Regions from separate parts of the Danio rerio genome. Here region 1 is linked to region 2. A link is a contact called in public HiCAR-type data. All regions are on one chromosome and are shown on one strand. Each heading gives the region's core, a stretch centred on a gene start, on an enhancer-like site or on the middle of the called end of the contact. The rest is flanking DNA. Distances are from core to core; before and after follow the strand shown.

Evidence for each region. HiCAR-type assays count read pairs that join an accessible place to other places.
Region 1: a HiCAR-type map of caudal fin shows a contact between it and region 2, with 6 times the contacts expected there. The contact joins two enhancer-like sites. A contact is called at or near these places in 1 of 18 Hi-C or Micro-C datasets (an unstated tissue) and 1 of 4 datasets of contacts at active chromatin or transcription factors (caudal fin).

What each region holds. Positions count from the first base shown.
Region 1 is chr18:37,816,728-37,821,757 of GRCz12tu, reverse strand. It overlaps lekr1 (Leucine-, glutamate- and lysine-rich protein 1), which reads right to left. Exons shown (of 13, transcript XM_073929990.1): 11 at 1,840-2,004. Among named protein-coding and RNA genes, the nearest start is that of si:ch211-195m9.3, 200 kb to the left of the region's middle. Within about 2 kb of position 1,802, at least 1 of the 62 cell types and tissues checked has an H3K27ac peak or open chromatin away from gene starts, as enhancers often do. A contact at or near this core is called in caudal fin, where this site is marked.
Region 2 is chr18:37,527,509-37,533,123 of GRCz12tu, reverse strand. The region is part of intron 2 of tiparp (TCDD-inducible poly(ADP-ribose) polymerase); the gene reads right to left. Among named protein-coding and RNA genes, the nearest start is that of tiparp, 14 kb to the right of the region's middle. Within about 2 kb of position 3,488, at least 22 of the 62 cell types and tissues checked have an H3K27ac peak or open chromatin away from gene starts, as enhancers often do. A contact at or near this core is called in caudal fin, where this site is marked.

The DNA of each region.
Region 1 (5,030 bases), core at 553-3,052, 290 kb before region 2:
ATATCTATAATGGTAGAATTGGGATTGGCCCTAAATAAAAGGTAAAAATGTATTATTTGTTGATCTCAGAAATTAAGTTTTTAGTTATGATAGTCCTAAAACCATTCCGCATAAATCTGGTGTTTTTTTTTTTTACTAAATTATCTGCATAAACAGCAAAAAATGTCCGCAGATTCTGTCTGGACCTATAGCCATGAGTAGCAAAAAACCAATATGTATATATATTCATCTTTGGAATGACAGATACAAGTCCTGCACAGTGGCCAGAAAGATTTTGAGCCATTCTTCATGCAGAATAGTGGCCAGGTTACTATGTGATACATTTCTTGACTCAATCCTCCAAAATACCCCAAAGTAGCTTCATGATATTTAGCTATGGTGACTGTGCTGGCCACAGGAGATGTTCACAGTCATGTTGATCAAACCACTCTGTCACCAGTCTTACTGTGTGTATTGGTACATTATCAGCCTGACACACAGCAAGACCTTCAGGATACAATGTTTGAATCATTGGGTGCACATGGTCCTCCAGAATGGTTTGGTTGACCATGGTAGTCACGTGCCCATCTAGCACAAAAGAATGCCATGATATTATGAGACAAACCATCACTGATCCACCCCTATGCTTCGCACTGGGCATGCAACAGTCTCTGCAGGTGCACTTCTTTGGGGCTTCAAACAGTCTAAGATACACAATTAATTCTGCATTGAGTTGGGTAACTTGGTGCTATGCTGACAATATTCTGGATACTGTGGATCTTAATACATCATAAGGACTTGCTGTATTGTTCACTATGCATCAAGATATAAGAAGGGGCCACAATTAAAAGATGCACCTCCCTAACAGATAGACACTTGGTTAGCTAGTTAGTTAGCATGTTTGTTTTGACATCCCAGCAACCTGTCCTGAAGCACTGTCCCCATCCAAAATTCGCTACCCATAACAGACTTGCCAAGCAAACCCTCGCTATGGCATGCAGACAGACAAAACCTCTCAACATCATTTCTGGACCAATAGAGCTGCCTTCACTGATCTTCCTCTGGCTACACACACACACACACACACACACACACACACACACACACACACACACACACACACACACACACACACACACACACACACACACACACACACACAGTATCAGGCTAGAAAGGACAGACAGTAATCAGAAATTTCTGGGAGAAAGACATGGACACAGACACATGGAGCAGTAGATTAAAATGGGGCAAACATTAAACGCTGTTAAAGTTAGTATACTGGACTAAATCAATAATCATCTATTTTTTTTGATATTGAAATATGAAACAGCATTATTTTCTGCTCACAAATTAGATTAATTACTCAAGAAAATAAAAACTTATTGCTGTGGAATTGTTTATACATTATTCTATTCTTGAGTTGAAAAAGTAAGGCTTAAGTAAGAGATAAAAAATATTGTCTCTGTTATGGTTTAATAATCGATGTACCAGAGAGTTAAATAATTAGTCCAGTGGGAAACTGAGAGCGTGACTTGAGTCTTGTGTTCATGTACCCCAAGCTAGTCAAACATGTTTGTTCTTGTCCCAGGTTTATATTAAATATAATCAAATAAGGATGTCCAAGAAGACATTTTGATACTAAATTTGAAACTATGGTGAAGTACTTCGGTTTCCTTTTCTAAATCTTGGTAACCTTGACATATTTGTTGTAATATAGTTTTTGCTTCACAAAATAAATCGACTCATTGATAGTTATTGACACCCTGTAGATGAACTATTACTCAGATCAGCAACATTACTGTCCCACGATCAAGACATGGAGGTCACATGGGAGTGCCAGACATCAGCTGTTTGTACCTTGTTTTGTTGTTGCTGGATTTCATTCTGGTATTTGTTAAGCAGCTCCAGGTTTTTCTGTCTTTGAATGTCTAGCTCAATATGAGCTTCTCTTCTTAACTCTGTCTCTCGCTGTTTCAGCTGTTTATCCTGCTCAGCCTGTTTCTGCTGGAGAAAAGCCTCCATCTGTGTGCAGAAAATAAAGGTTAAATAAGGGATGAGGTCAAATAAAGTTTAGAAGTTGCATGAGAATTAGGTTGTTATTTGAGCAGTTAAACCATAAACTGAAGTTCAGTTCAGTTTAATGAAGCTATAGTTACATCAAATCCAATGTATTTCGGCCATACTAGAAAGTGCAGTGCTGTTTCTACACATATAAATATGGTTTTCATTAAATGAAATAAAGCTGAATTAGAATAAAAATAAACATTACATGAAACATGTTATATTCGTCTGGTTTTCTTATTAGTGATGCAAATGACAATCAGTATACAATTTTCAAGTCATCAAAGGTATAATTTGAATTTTATTGAACTTACATACCAATGATAAAAGTAGGTATTTTTATGGATCATAAAGAAATGAAAATGGTAATTTGTTGAATTTGCTGCACTAGGTCACATTTATTCAAATCAAATGCCAATTTAATCATAAACATCCAAAGAGGGTAGTGACCACTCTATGAGTTTCTTTCCTTTTTTGCCCATAGCATGCAATGCCACAGAGGTATTATTTACACCTTAAGATGGTGCATTGTCAGGTTCAAATATCTGTTTGCTGCTTTGTAATGTCAATTAAGGAGCTGCATTTTCAGAATATGATCATGGTTAATGTTTTTGTTTATATACCTTATGCTTTCATATCATGTCCAAGGCATTGCACTATTTAATGCTTTTCAGCTGCAAAGAGATTCAGTTTCTTACCCATATTGCTTGAAACCTGAGGTCTTCATAAAAACATGGAATGTCCTTCTTAAGTAGTTTTCCTTTAATTGGGCTCACCTAGCAATCTAATTATCACAGGGGTCTGATTTTAGTTATTGAAAGAGCACTGCGACAATTCACCTAATTCTCCGCCGACGAGTAGGCGCTGCCATTTGAATCTTTTTGGCTTGAGACTTCCGGTCTCATTCACTTCCATTAATTTTTTGACGTTAAAAACTGGTTGCTACGCTGCTTGTTGTTACAATTGGATATTTTCTTATTATAATATTCTACTTGGTCTGTATAGTCATGCAAACATTTGTTTGTAGAGCAAGTTTGTCCGTTTTCTGCCATTTATTATTCCTAGTCATTTCTCCCATAGGCAACTGAATCGGAAGTTCTAAGACAATCGCGAAAACAGGTGCCCTTCCGCATTTTAGAATAAGGTCAATACCAGCCATGACTTTAATTGAAACACTTGAAAAAATATGCATAATAATTTGGAACACAGTGGAGAGTGCTTTCTAAAAAAGGGGACACTAAACGGTCCGTGGGTGCCATCTTTCGGATGAGACGATAAACCGAGGTCCAGACTCTCTGTGGTCATTACAAATCCCATCCTCATAAAGAGTAGGGATGTTCTGGCTAAATTCCCCTTCGGCCCTTAACCATCATGGCCTCCCAGTCATCTCTATCCACTGAACTGGCTCTATCACTGTCTCTCCACTACGCCTATAGCTTGTGTGTGGTGATCGCACATGCATACATATATATTAGGGTTGGGCGATGTCGACCAATTTGCCATCGTATGATGTCTATCCGGCCGTGAACACACATGCCCTAGATGTTAACAAGATGCTAAATATGTCTGATGTAATGTGATCTTTTAGCTCAAAATACCACACAAATAATGTTTTATAACTATTTTAAATTACTTGTTTTAGACTGTAATCCAAATTGTGCCATTTTGGTGTCTGTCACTTTAAATTCAAATAAGATTGTGCTCCTTTCAAAAGGGGGCGAGCTACAAACACCTGTGCATCAGCATAGCAGCAGATTAAAAACAGCACTTACGTTATCTCTGTGAAAAACTGAAAATATGAAAAGAAGCGTCTCAAAAGAAAGAGACAACAGTGTTCATCTAAAACTTCACATTTTAATGCTCTTAGTCGCTGAGCAGGTGATAACTCTAATGGAAGACGGCTGTTTCTCACGCAGGGCTGTTAATGCTATCGAGGGAAAGATCATCACTAATTTTCATTTATTTTTGGCTAAATTCACACACTGTTGCCACATTACAATGATTAAATCACTTATAAAAGTGATTTTTGCATAACAGGTCTACTTTAATAAGTGGATTGTGGTCATACCATAGAAGATTCGTACTTTGTAAGTATAAAAACAAAACATCGCACTAGCAAGGAAATGTATATGCTTGTCTGTGAGGCTGAAGACATCGAAAGAACTCTGGATTTCACCAAGGCATCCTTAGGTGAAGAAGGCTTGGGAGGAGGTAGTGGTATTTATATTTATGTTAACATTTAACTTTGCTTATGTTTTTGTTACTTTACATTTTAATCCTTTCATTTCTTATAGTTAAAGACATTGAACTTTTTAAACTGCAGCTCTGCTTTGTTTGGTGGTGGAGTTTTGGTTCCTTGCCACTTGATTTGCACTGTCCTTTATGTACATGCTGAATTCTTACATAACACAATATTTTTTTTGCCACTGAAAAATAGCACAGTAAAACATCTAACAGGACAAAATGACTACAAAATCCATCTATCCTTTTTCATAACGGTTAATTTAATCCTCGTGTTGTGAGAAAAAAAAAATCAAATAAAGCTGGCTGTGCCATTCTCTCTGACTGCACTCTGTCATATCAAAGACAGGGTTTACTGTGGTTTTTGAAATATTGAACTGTCAGCAACTGAATAAAATGGTTAGAGCAATTACAAACAACAAAGAGGGGGATGGTGACATGCCATATATTTTTAGTCGGCCATGACCAAGGCCACCATGTTTTTTTGTGGAGCCCAGAGTGCAGACAGAGTTCGTGTGAGAGAACCAATAGTGTTTATGTAGTGTGAAACAGCATCTATGTGTGTGTTTGACAGCAAGAGACCACTTCCACCTAGACTTGGATGCATTACTGTGTTAATGGCAGGAAACCGGCGAGTCTTAAATGTGATTTGCACTAAATCAAACAGCATTCCACTTAATACTAGCGTGCTGAGGGTAGACCACAGCCCACAAATATACAAATGAATACAATTTCAATAATAAGAA
Region 2 (5,615 bases), core at 2,239-4,738:
AATTTGTATTTTTGGGTGAACTAACTATCTTTAAACATATTTAGCTTGATTTTCAGACTATTAACATAATATTTTATACAGAAATATACCACCCATCTAAAAGTTTTTCATGAGCAGCCAAAACTGTCATCAAAGTCAAAAGATCATGCAGAATAAGCAAATGACACTCACACAGCGTCATTCTGCCTGTGAAACCATGCCAATAATAGACACCAAGTCTGATCTCAAAAATGCCTGACAAACAAAACCAGAGCCAGAGTTCATGTGCCTGTGTGAACAAAATTGAGAGAGGGACGAAGATGCTTATCATTGCTGTGTTAACTGACCTACTGAACTGCGTCAGCAGACCACGTATACATTACCGTGAACCAGCCACTCACACAGAAAACACAACCACCATGAGACTCCCACACACACTGATGTCTAACAGGGTTTCCTGGCAGTCCTTGGCAAAATTAAGACCATTACGTAAACAAGTTAAAGAGTAACAACAATCTGAAAACAAGATTCTGTCATAAATCTCGTGTTGTTCCAATCCATATGACTGATACAACTCAAAACTACACATATAAACATCTGATTTGCAAATAAATCACACTTTTGGTTGAGATTGTTGCTCACTTCACGATAACACTGGAAATTAATAACCAAAACTAAATTTGGAAAGAAGGAAAGAAAGAAATGCAAAAGCATATAACAGAACTCATTCATTCATTCATTCATTCATTCATTCATTTTGCTTCGGCTTAGTTGCTTGTTTATTAGGGGTTGTTTAATGCAGTGCATGCCCTTCCAGCTGTAACCCAGTACTGGCAAACTACCATACACGCTCACATGCACAAACATACGCAACAGCCAATTTAGTTTATTTAATTTACCTATTTACTTTATTCTTTGTGTACAAGCAGACACAGCCATTTAAAATTTTTTTTGGCTCGAGACTTCCGGTCTCATTCACTTCCATTCATTTTTAGAGGTTAAAAACAGTTTGTTATGCTGCTTGATGTTGCAAACTTATATTTCTTATTATATTATTTTACTTAGTCTTTATAAACATGCAAACACTTGTTTGTAGAGCAAGTAGTTTGACTGTTTACTGCCGTTTAGTATTCTTAGTCATTTCTCCCATAGGCAACTGATTCAGAAGTTCTAAAACAAAAACGAGTGCACTCCCATATCGCTAAATAAGGTCAATAGCGCATGTCTTTGGACTTTGGGGGAAACTGAAGCACCCGAAGGAAACCCACGCAAACACAGGGAGAACATGTAAACACAGAAATGCCAACTGATCCAGCCGGGACTTAAACTAGCTACTTTCTTGCTGTGAGTGCTAAACACTGAGTAAACATCTCACCCCATATTCAATGTATTGAATATTATATATTCTATAAATAAAACTGAAATGACACCTTTTCACAAAATCACCCATTCAGAATTGCCTAGCTTAACAATTTACTGGAATTGAAAATAAATATTAAATAATTAAACAATTGTGTGTTTTTAATTTAAATGTGTTTTCGCAATTTAGAAATAGGGTCGCTTCATAAGATTTTTGCTGTTGTTTTGAATTTTTTGGTCATTCACTATGTAAAAAAACAGTGTGAGAAAGTGAGTGAATGTTTCGACAAACTTATCATTCCAGAAAACTATTCTTTTAAGATCAAGACCCCAAAATCGACCGAAACGATCCCATCTCACTTTTTCATAGAAAAAGACACACATTATGTCCTCTCGACTGGAACACCGTGGGCTTCAATCATACACACCCAGGATCAGTCTAACGCAGCGTGTTCGGGACAGCCTGTCTTTCACAGACAGTTCCGGGCACACAAACACACATTCTGCCCAAGCACACGGCCTCCGGCTCAGCCAACGTAAAACCCAACAGATAGACCATCTCCCGTGCTGTAGACCAGAACAAAACAGTTTCAGTACTTCCATCTGGCCGTCAGAGCCAAAGCACTAGATAACACCAGTCCAATAATAACAGCCAAACGTAACCATTTGAAGGCGTTAATGTCCTTCAGAACACAATTGTTACTCACAAATCCAGCATCAGGAGAACTGTTTGTGTTATCGCATGTCTGGAAAACATTCATTGGCTCAGAGGGGAAAAGCCAACATGGAGAGAACAGAACTGATGGCTCTGGAAAAAAAAAGCTAAAGAAATCGAAGCTAGCAACTTTATGTTCGCTTACACGGCAACATACTAAAAATACATTAGACAACGTTGTCAAAAATGATCCTCATTCTCACAGATCTGCAGAAAACGACACAACAACATCAACAGTTTCTCTAGAAACACTAGTTTCGTAGTGAGATTTTTTTTTCCTGTTTTTTTTTTATTCTGTTAATCAAGAGGGCATTTAATGAATCTAAAATTAATGTTAAATTTTTAAATATTTATACAAAATTGAAATAACTACTTATTGAATACATATTGTATGTAGTTTCAAATTAAAATAACATTTTAGTAACATTTTACTATTTTACCATTTATACTGTATTTTTGATTAAATAAATGCAGCCTTGGGGATTTTTAAAACATTTAAAAATCATGTTGATTCCAAACTTTTGATGGGTAGTGTATGTTAAAGTGAAGATGTTTTGACTGCATCTCGCTGATTGGTTATATCTTCGAAAATTTCTAGGACACAAATTTGACAATTTATGAAACATGGGAAGAGCATAAAAAACAAAAATCCCTGCTAAGACTAGGATGATTTTAAGCTAAATGGTCTCCTATTCTTGTCAATTCAATGTTTATAATATAGTTTAGCTATATTATATGTTTTTGCCACTATAAACAAGTCTTTTTTATTCATATTATAATTAGTTATATTACAATCATGCTATTATTTTACTTGTATTATTTTGGTTCATGTTTTTATATAATATTTAAAAATAACTTCAGTAAAGCTTTATTTCAGTTATTACTACTACTCCTATTTTTAATTACTACTAGTAGTTTTAATCAAGAAGTCAAAATGTTTAAGTAGATAAAATCATTTAATGGTTTAATAGAATGTGGCACGTTGACAATTCTAAAAAGCCTTGGACAAAACATAGCTCTTTTTCTCAGGAGAAAGCGTGAGAAGCAGAAAACATTTGTGACAATTGAGAAATTCCTCATTTGTATCTTTCCTCACTTGTAAGAAGCAGAAAAGGTTTTACTGAATGACACAAATCTTTTTCCTGAAAGCAGCTGAGCCGAGAATAAGGGAAACAACATGATCAGACCCCCTAGAATTTATGTACAAAATGTCCGCCCTGACATACCAAAATAAAAGCACTGTGCCTAACACAACAAACATTCACTGATCCACAGATGCAAAACTCAAGACGGGCCAGAGCTGGAGTTTCTTAACCGAACTGCAGCCACTTGTGAGTTTCACAACCCAAATCTCCTTCTGCAGGAATCACTGTGTTGCTAGTTTCGCTCCAGGGTGCTGCTGACTCATGCTTAGTCATCTGCGCTCAATACAGCAGCAGAGATACGCTCGACAGTGCCAACATCTGTCCTCAGGGCACGGGGACTGAGAAGGGTAGTGTGTGTGGACACCGCACTTTCCCTCCACCTGCATCTAAAGCAGGAGCAAACAAAAGCCATTAGCGAGAAACGATGGCTATCACTTCCCCAAGTGAAAACATCAACAACAAAACAGACGAGAGAAAACTGGTTCTTGGTAAATGAACAAGCTCTTTAGAGCTTAGTCTGTTTCTTTCTGTTCTTTCTCTTCTCAATGCTTGTTCTTTGTCCAGAACTCTCTGCTTGTACAATGAGGTACAATAATGAAAGAACAGGGCATTCTGGGATTACGGAGGAATGGGTAGAGAAGTGACTGCACCAGGAGGTAAAGACAACATGAAATGAGATTGAGTCAAGAGAATTACACCGCGTCTCAGAACAGATAGAGCTCTCTCGGTACTCCATTTGTGTCATTTATTACATCATTTTGCAGATGTAATTATCTATAGCAACCTGTAAAGCCGACAATGGAAAGTATCGTAGCGTAGCTTCCATTTCACGACATGGTGCGCTTTTACACAAACACATGTGAATTTGTGTAATGCTGATCAGCTCATGTTACCTTTTTCTTTTGGGAGTGCATCAAGGTATGCGACACCCAGTAAGATGTGTTTCTCTGCAGCGCGCACACACATACACACACATTTGTGGCGGCTTTCCTGACAAGCTAGGATTCACAGTGGCTCACCCACACACACTTTTCATTTTCACACAAGTGCTCGCTTCTTTTTCAAGCATGGCATGCCGAACCTGAGTCGACCACCTGTGCACTGGGTAACCATGGAGACCATTATCCATCAGAGCGCCTGACGGACTGAGTAATAGCATGGTGACAACAATAGAAATCCCAGTGTCCCCTTACCCTGCCTCACAGACAAAACTGCGGTCAGCCCATACACACACAGGACCACCAGACAGCTTCAAACCTCTTGTCCTTTATGCCTCTTTCCCTCTCAAACACTAAAAATAATCTCCCAGCCATTAAATTAAGTGCAAACACTGATTCCCTCTGCACTCATCAGCACAACCTACTTATGAAGCTCTAGAATTATCTAGTCCATCTCTGTGGCTCAATTCTGAAAGTAGAAAAAAATGAGTGGACACAAAGGATTCAATCTGATCTACATAGAAGAACATGAATGGGTAGCCAATAATCAGGATGCACAGAGTGTAATTAAATGGTGTTAAGGAAAACACAGAGAAGAAGAGAGAGATGAGCTGTGGATAAGCCAGTTTTACCTCTCTTTATCTCTCCCTTACCTGTGAGGTGGAGTCACGGGTGAATAACCTGTTCTGCTCTTCCTGTAAGCCCGGCTAAAGCGCTCCGTCACTTTGATGTCCCCCTGACCCAATCATAAGGCAGTGTTCATCGTCACGGTGACCATGACCTGTAACTGCCTGATGATTCACGCTGAGATCAGCCAGTACACACACACCCTCATTTGACTTGGTTAGATATAAAAGGACAGGGAGCAACGAGCATTTAAAAACATTATCCAGCGATGATAAATTGCCTTGAATAAACTAAATAAAGTAAATTATTACACTACGGTAACCTTTAAAAGCCAGTTTAACAGTAAAAGAAGAAGTCAAAGTCAAAGCATTTACGAAAGCCAGCAAATACTCTGCAGGTAAACAAACCTTTGGCCATTACATGACTTAAGAGGCAGAACTTTTAAAGAAAACTGACAATAAATCTGGTACATGACTCATAATAAAACACAACCATTTGTGTTCATGTAGGTGCTTAGAATGGGCTCCAGACCTTTGTTTCACAATTGAAAAAGTCATTTACACAACCAAATTTAAATGAAGGTTGGAAATCCCTGAACTAGGCCTATTCTTCTGTATCTGTACAGATCAGTCCTGATCTAAACTAGCGATAAGCAAAGCAACATTCTACTTCTCTCACAACTGTAAACAACAAACATGGATGCCAATAGCTTGCTGTCTGTCTTCTATTTCCTTTTTTGACTAAACAAATCAAGGTATTTAAGGATCGCTTACCTAAAAATGAAAATTTACTCACTATTTACCTGCTCTGAATTGGTTGCAAACTTTTTTTTCACACTGGAAACCTGTAATC